Regions from separate parts of the Mus musculus genome. Here region 2 is linked to region 1. A link is a contact called in public Hi-C data. All regions are on one chromosome and are shown on one strand. The core of a region is the stretch at or near the end of the contact, and the rest is flanking DNA. Distances in the headings are between cores, read along the strand shown.

What was found. Hi-C and Micro-C count contacts between places; a contact is called where the count stands out from the background.
Region 2: a contact with region 1 is called in a Hi-C map of uterus, with 3 times the contacts expected there. The contact joins the promoter of 2810405F15Rik here to the enhancer-like site in region 1. A contact is called at or near these places in 15 of 484 Hi-C or Micro-C datasets (the C2C12 cell line, beige adipocytes, embryonic fibroblasts and 5 more), 9 of 115 datasets of contacts at active chromatin or transcription factors (bone marrow-derived macrophages, embryonic forebrain, embryonic stem cells and 6 more) and 3 of 9 other capture datasets (adipose tissue, embryonic stem cells and liver).

What each region holds. Positions count from the first base shown.
Region 1 is chr2:115,763,359-115,767,107 of GRCm38.p6, reverse strand. The region is part of intron 10 of BC052040 (cDNA sequence BC052040); the gene reads right to left. It overlaps Gm52524 (a long non-coding RNA gene), which reads left to right. Exons shown (of 3, transcript XR_003953890.1): 3 at 1-429. Among named protein-coding and RNA genes, the nearest start is that of Gm52524, 12 kb to the left of the region's middle. Within about 2 kb of position 1,972, at least 45 of the 459 cell types and tissues checked have an H3K27ac peak or open chromatin away from gene starts, as enhancers often do. A contact at or near this core is called in the C2C12 cell line, adipose tissue, beige adipocytes and 2 more, where this site is marked.
Region 2 is chr2:116,074,477-116,078,225 of GRCm38.p6, reverse strand. 2810405F15Rik (RIKEN cDNA 2810405F15 gene) reads left to right here and starts at 2,130. Exons shown (of 1, transcript NR_033447.1): 1 at 2,130-3,678. All of the region lies in intron 2 of G630016G05Rik (RIKEN cDNA G630016G05 gene), which reads right to left.

The sequences.
Region 1 (3,749 bases), core at 723-3,222:
GTCCAAGAGACCTGCATGTGGTTCTTATGAAGACACTGTTTTCAAACACATAGTTCGGGATGAAGGAGAAATATAAAACATCTTGTAATTGTTTTAAAATAAACTCTTATGCCGTTTATTTAGTTTTTAATCTGCATGTTGTAGATTGGCTGTGCACTTGTTAATCACTGTTGTATGTATCTCCAGACAGAGCTGTAAATAACTTTTCAGTCCAAGTGAAACATGCCTGCATGTGTTTATGTGGAAAGTATGTGTCCTTAGGCCTGTGTGTAAATATGTGTACAGTGATAACAGATTAGCGATCATGTAATATAACATAATAAAGTCTGCCACTATGGTCAATTTAATACACAATGCAAATATCCCTTTTCACAGTATCTAGGAATGAAATAAAAATACAATAACTTGGTTCATTTCCTTTTTTTTTTTTTTAGCTCAGCAGGATCATGATTGTAAATTGAAATAACAAAAAAAAAAAAAAAAAAAAAAAAAAAAAAAAAAAAAAGAACCTAGCCATGGATTTTAAAAATACAACTTCATGCTAGGCCTACTAGTGTACACTTGGAATCCCAGCACTGGGGCAGTGGGAAGAAGTTCACGGTTTTAAGACTAGCCTTAGATTCACAATAAGTTCAGGGGTAGCTCGGGATATATAAACAGAATGACAACAAGAAGACACCCTAAAGCCAAACCAAAGCAACCCTAAACTTCCCTCACAAAAAAGAGCAAAAATGACAACTTCATCTTCTCTACGCAACATATTTTCTATAAAACTTAAAAATAAAAAAGTAACTAATATGCTGATTCACTTCAGGCTGTCACGCCACACAGAAAATAAACAGTCCTTTATATGGAAGACAAGCCAAATCCATATGCAAACACCATCCAAGTGACCCGAGATTCTCCTGCATGTTTCCGTAATTAGACATTGCCAAGTCCACATCAGATTATCTTGAAAAATGGCACTATGTTTCTTTGTACTATGCTGGATATTCTTAGATGCCATATTTGGGGTCTTTCTAACTAAGTTTTTTTCCCTCCTTCGACAGAGGAATAGAGCAAAAGAAGATATTCTTGGATAGATGTTTACTTCTAGCCTGGGCCAACTCCTCTGAACTGACCTGACAGGAATGTATACATATATGCGTGCATATTCAACCTGTAGAGTAAACAACAGGGCAGTAAAGAAAAGGTTTTCTCTTAAAGTTACATACAATTTAAGAATGATGTTGAAGAAAATCTATCTCCACTTAAATGGGCATGTACTTTATTTAATATATCAAATGCAAAAGGTTTCACAGGAAAAGAATAATTATATCAATGATGTGTTATTTGGCAAGTCTATCTAGAAAAGATGAGTTTTCAAATGATGTATTTATTCATCTCTTGGTCCCTTTAAATTTCCCACAATGCTTCCATTAGGGCTGGAGAATGAAGAGTGGGGTCAGGGTTCCCAAGAGACAGGAAACATTGGGGTAGAATCTTCTGAGATGATTAAGGTTGGTGAAGGTACAGGCTGGTATATTTCAAACAAGGATACCAGGGATGGGAGACAGACACACCCCTGGATGGGAAGAATTTGGCATAGCAGCAGTGGGGCAAGGGGAGAAAAGGAAACCTTCGAGATTCACATTGGGCCAAGGTCACATCCACTTTGAAAGCGCCAAAGCACCGAGAATGAGTGAATGCTTCAGGAGCACTTGGGTGCAAATCACATCTCACCACCTAGAATTTATTCCCAGCCTTCTTCCAAAAGTTGGGGGTGGTTTACAAAATTGGTTGTGTGAATTATTACATGTTTTCTCAGTTATTTCCCCAGGGAAACACGCCAAAGGCAAACCCATCATTTCAGCTGATTTAGTGTTTGGTGTCAGAGAATTCATAATTGATATGACAGGCATAATGGATAGTGATCACTGGCTTGGCAAAGCCTGGGCTGACTACCCACAGCCACACTGGTTCCGACTACTCTGCCCACCGACTCGCTCTGGTAAGTCCTGTGGTTATTTCCCAACTTCTGCTGCCCAACTTCCTGGATATGAGAGATGCATTTCTAAATAGTTGATTACATAATACTGCTTATGCAGTTTCTTCCTTCTCATGTGGACTTTTATTGTCAGGACTAGGACAGACCGAGTTTCTTTTACTTTGACTCAGTTCGCTAAAGATCACAGGGTAACTCAGAGTTCAGTGAGACATTTATCTCAAGGCACTAGGAGATTTATAGGTTCTGAATATATAAAAGTCTGCTTTAAAAAAACTAGAGTCTTCATCCCTGGCAAAGTCACATAACTGAGGGATTAAGGCTGATGTGTACTTGCCCTATAAATCTATCACTAGGCAAGTGTGATACAAGGCTTCAGGTATGCGAGAGCCCAATTTGCTCTAAATGGGTAGTTAAATTGTCTCTTCTTTACAGCAAGTATTTCATGATAAGGAAAATCTCTTTGGATAAACAAATCATCTCTCCGCCCCTACAACACCCCCAAATAAAACTGTTCCATTTTCCATCATGGAAGAAAATGTTGGAAATGAGAAAAACAAATTAGAAGCCAAGAAGAAAAGGATCAGGTAAGTGAAAGTGAAAAAAATTCATCCTGCGCACATACACACACACACACACACACACACACATACACACACACACACACACACACACACACACACACACACTCTCTCTCATATAAATAATTTTGATAGCTATCAAACTTAAACTTTTAGAATAGAAGCTGTCTGAGGGTCGCTCCTATTTCAGGGCACACAGGACTTAGTCGATGTTTATTTAGTTGGGTGTGAATCTGCAAATGCATACATCTGTGTAAGGCCCTGCACACCTATCCCCCAAGTCAACCCCCAACAACACTTTTGCTAATAAGTCTACCGCACAGGGACGAGAATCTGTCTTATAAGAGCAAGAGAATAAGCCTTGAATTAAAGCCACATTGTCCTTGTCTGCACGCTGTGAATGCTGGTAGGTCCCTGTGTTTTGTAGAGTGTCCTGCCATGGTCTTTGGCCTGGGAGAAACCAAAAGTACTAGTCCTGAGAAGACTCCTGTTGCAGGCTTTTGTTGTTAGGACTTGTGGGAATTAGTTGTTAAGAAGCAAAGCAAAGCAAAGCAAAGCAAAGCAAAGCAAAGCAAAGCAAAGCAAAGCAAACCCCCAAACCCCCTGAAGCCGGTTGCTGCACACAGGTGGTTTTTAGTTCCTTTTAAATACAATCAATCTAGGGAGGCTTTTGTTTACAGTAGCTCTTATCTAGATGATAAGGTTGTAAAAACATCAGTCAAAATGAAGTACCACTGTTCCCACCAGTTTTATTTTTATTTCCCTTTCCAAATACCTTAAGGTGTTTAAGATGAGTGAAGAGATATCAAACTATTACAGTGAACAACTTGCCCTCCTTGAACAACAAATCCGATCCTGGAATACTGCCCCACACAGGTTGGCAGAGGTCTGCAGACCTCAGAGCTTCACTTTTCAAAGCAATACATAGTCTCTCTCCCTCTCCCTCTATGTATGTATGTATGTATGTATGTATGTATGTATGTATGTATGTACCTACCTTCCTACCTACCCATCCATGCGTGTACATGCCTATATGCACACCAAGTTGATCTTTCCAGTGTTTCCTACAGAGCTTTTTAAAAGAAAATTGTATGGCTTCTATATCAGAACCTGTCTTCTCCCATAAACAGTCATATGCAATAAGATGTCAGAAGAGAAATAAAAAGAAAAGGAATGCAAAGAGG
Region 2 (3,749 bases), core at 881-3,380, 310 kb before region 1:
AAAGACTTAGTAATTATCTGAGGTCAAGGGCCCATCCCCTATATGCTGACTTCTCTATCAGATAGAGATAAAAAGTCCTACTGAGTTCTCTTAGTCAGGGGAAGCTTTCAGTACAAGCACTTTCTGACCTACAGACAGGTTGTGGTTTGGTGCAGTCTGGAATGTGACACAAATCTTCTAAAAGCCCGAGTGCAGCTAGGGTTTTATTAGCCTTTTGACCGGTTCAATCCAGAATCCAGCTAACCAAGACTTACAGATGTCCTGGGAGGGACCACAGCAAGCAGTATGACTGGGGACTACTAGCTATCTGCCCAGGTCAGTACTTGAGCTTGCCTCGTTCTCAGTACCTCTGAGTGGCTACAGCCCAGCATCATGGATGGATCTGAGCCACAAGTGGCCATGAGAAACAGGGCTAGGATGATGAATGACCCACCTTGAACTCTTATTCTATCTCCTGTTTGTTCTTAGATCAGATTGGAGATAAACAGTGGAAAAGTTACACTTTCATTTGATTGTCTCAAATACTCTCAAATTTTGGCAGAATATCTGCTCACAGGCAATGAGATACTCTGAGTTAGCAGGGTAATTTATACTCCTCTTCAAAGAGTGTCTCCATAGATAGATTAAGCCAAATAGAACTTGAAGGAGCTGAAGTTTCTGCTGTAACTAGTTGGTCAGTAGAGAACTGAGGAATTGGCTCCTCAGAGGAAATTGCCCCAAACCCTGCCCACAGAACATCTCCCCCCACCCCCCAATAGTGAATTTCCTGAAGTTGAATCCTAGATATGCAAGACTTTGCAAACTGTTTGAAAACAGTCAATAGCTTCTGCAGGGTTTAGAGTCAGTGAAAATCAGCTTAGGGCAGAATGAAGTGAATTTTAGGTATCTGTGGAGAACTGGTGCTAAGAAATCTCTACTTCAATCCTAGGCCTTGAGGAGGCAGAGAGCTCACAGACACCACAAGAAAACCTACAGAGTCACCTAAACTGGGCCAATGGGGGCTCACAGAAACTGAGCCACCAACCAAAGAGCATGTAGGGGTTGGACCTAGGACCTCTATGCTTTTGTAGAAGGCATGCAGTTATGTCTTCACCTGGGGACTCTAACAATTGGAGTGTGTGTGTGTGGGGGGGGGGGTTGTTTCTGATTCTGTTGCCTGCCTTTATATCCCTTTTCCCTAGCTGAACTACATTATTGGGCCAGCCTCAATGAGAGAGGATGTGCTTAGTCCTGCTGTGACTTGCTGTGCCAGAGTCAGTTGGTACCCATGGGGGATTTCCCTTTCTTGGAGGAGAAGAGTAGGGGGGGAATAAGGGAAGAGGTTTGTGAGGGTGGGACTGAGAGGAGAGAAGGGTGAGGAGCTGTGGTCTAGGATGTAAAGGGAATACATTAAAAAAATGAATGAATGAATGAATGAATGAATGAATGAGAAAGAAAGAAAAGAAAGGAAGGAAGGAAGGAAGGAAGGAAGGAAGGAAGGAAGGAAGAAGGGAAGAAAGAAAAGAAGGAAGGAATAAATCTCTAGTCCAAACAGGCCCTGTGTGTGTGAAAGTCACCTGCTGCAGTAGAGCCTAGAAGAGATTTGAACTCACAAAGATGAAGAGCTGGAAACTTACCCCAAATTAGCCTTCATTTAGTAATTTACTTCCTTGTTTCCTCAAACTTGAGGAAGGCGTGGATAACTTAAATAGAAGCAAAAAAATGTAGTGTCTAATACATTTAGGGTAACCCTATGTAATGTGATACAGTAAGGTGGTGTGTGTGTGTGTGTGTGTGTGTGTGTGTGTGTGTGTGTGTGTGTGTGTGTTTGGGGGGTCCTCCGCCCTTAGGCTCTTGTTCTTGCTTTGTTTACACGAAATTAACCCGGAGGAGCTGAGAGAATCACAGTAAAGAAGGAGATTATTTTAATTCCGAAAAATAAAAGTAACGCGCTTTCTCCTTAGAGTCGGGCAATCCTGCCTGCAGACTTGGAAATGAAAGCGCTCGGAAGAGGGAGGAGGGGGAGGCCCGGCAGCAGTGGGGATCGTTGTTGGTAACTGAAGGGGCTCTGGTGAATTTCAGGTTCGGATTAGTGACAACTCAGAAGTCTCGGCTGCGTGTGGGGGAGGGAAGTTTGCCAAGGTCTCTGAACTCGCTGGAGAGAGAGCAGCCTCCGGAGGCGCCGGGCGGAGCTGGGCGTACCCGAAGCCCCTGTCCCGGCCAAGCCAACAACGCGGTCTCACCCCGCCTCTAGCCTGACTTTGTCAGCGATCATAAAATGGGAATTGATCATTCGAGCCACCATTGATTAGGGAAGAATGCTTACTGCAGCAGCAGGGGAAAGGTTAAGAGGAAATTGACCTTCTCCGTAGGTGACATAAAGTCATTAGGTAAATGAGATATTCACACTGGAGTTTTAAAAGGTCATGCTCAATTTTTATTTGCAGCCTGAAAAGTCAAGCTGGAGCTCCGGCTTAAGGTAGGGACTTCCATTCCTAGGGACCCGGGCACCGATCAGAATGAAGTCCTGCTGCGCCGGCCAGAGGCGAAAGTGGGATGTGGATTGCCATCTGGAAGACTTCGGCTGGACTCCGAGCGGGTCCTGGCGGCCCCAGCTTTGGACCTGCCGCTGGACCCGAGCGCGTTTTTGAGTGTGAGATGCGCTCCCGCGGCCCAGTATTCCCACCGCCACAGCGTGCAAAAGGATCTCTGGCCAAAGTCGACCTCTCAGCATCAGCAACACCTCCCCTTCCCTAGCCCACCATGTCTCCTACACAGTGAAAGTGTTTTGTTGTTGTTGATGTTGTTGTTGTTGTTGTTGTAAAGGAGAGAGTGAGAGAGATATTTATGCACATATTTATCCCTCTAATTATAGGAATTAATCCTCTTATGACTAAAAGGTAACGTGGAAGGACGTCCTTTTGATGTGGAAAAGCACCATTTGTGACTCACATTCAGACTGATTAAGGAATAATTGTTGTTAAACGCTTTTAAGAGGAGAGTGTTTAATTGAGGGGCATTCGTAATTTTACGGCTTAGTGCAAAATTAAACGTAATTAAAAACTCAGAAATTCCAACTGATTTTCCAATTATTTTTATTGTCTGAGCTAATTGTTACACAAGGGTATCACTTCTCCCCCAAAGGCATTGGGGAAAAGAGGTGGGAGGTGGGAGGTGGGAGGCAATCATACCTTGTCCAAATATTCTCCAACTGAAGAGTCCAGCGTCCAGAAAGACCTCCTTGGTTGCACCTTACCTCCCCAAGCCCCGCCCGGGGTCCCGAGTGGCACCCCGCCCTCCCCTTGGCAATTAAGCATTACAGGCACTCTCCCCTCGCTCCGAGTTCCGCCAACACCTTGGGATGTGAGAAAGTGATGGCAGCTCTCTTCTGCAGATCATTACGGCAAAACCTGGAAGTATCTAGAGAAGGCCGATGACTATCTTCAAGTAACACTTGCCATACATAGCCGAGGGATTTAAAAAAAAATGAGTAAACACAGCTCTCTGGGGGATGATCCCTCCACGCCCTTGCTTTTGAGCTTGGGGGGGGGGGGTCATGCACAAACATGAGACACGCGTGCACGACCTACAGACGCAAGCAGCAAACTTTTTTCTGCCTTGCACTTTATTTATTTACTTACTTATTTGAGGCAAAGATGAGCATGGAAACGCTCAGACATTTTTCCTTCCTTCCTTCCTTCCTTCCTTCCTTCCTTCCTTCCTTCCTTCCTTCCTTCTTTCCTTCTTTCCTTCCTTCCTTCCTTCTGTCC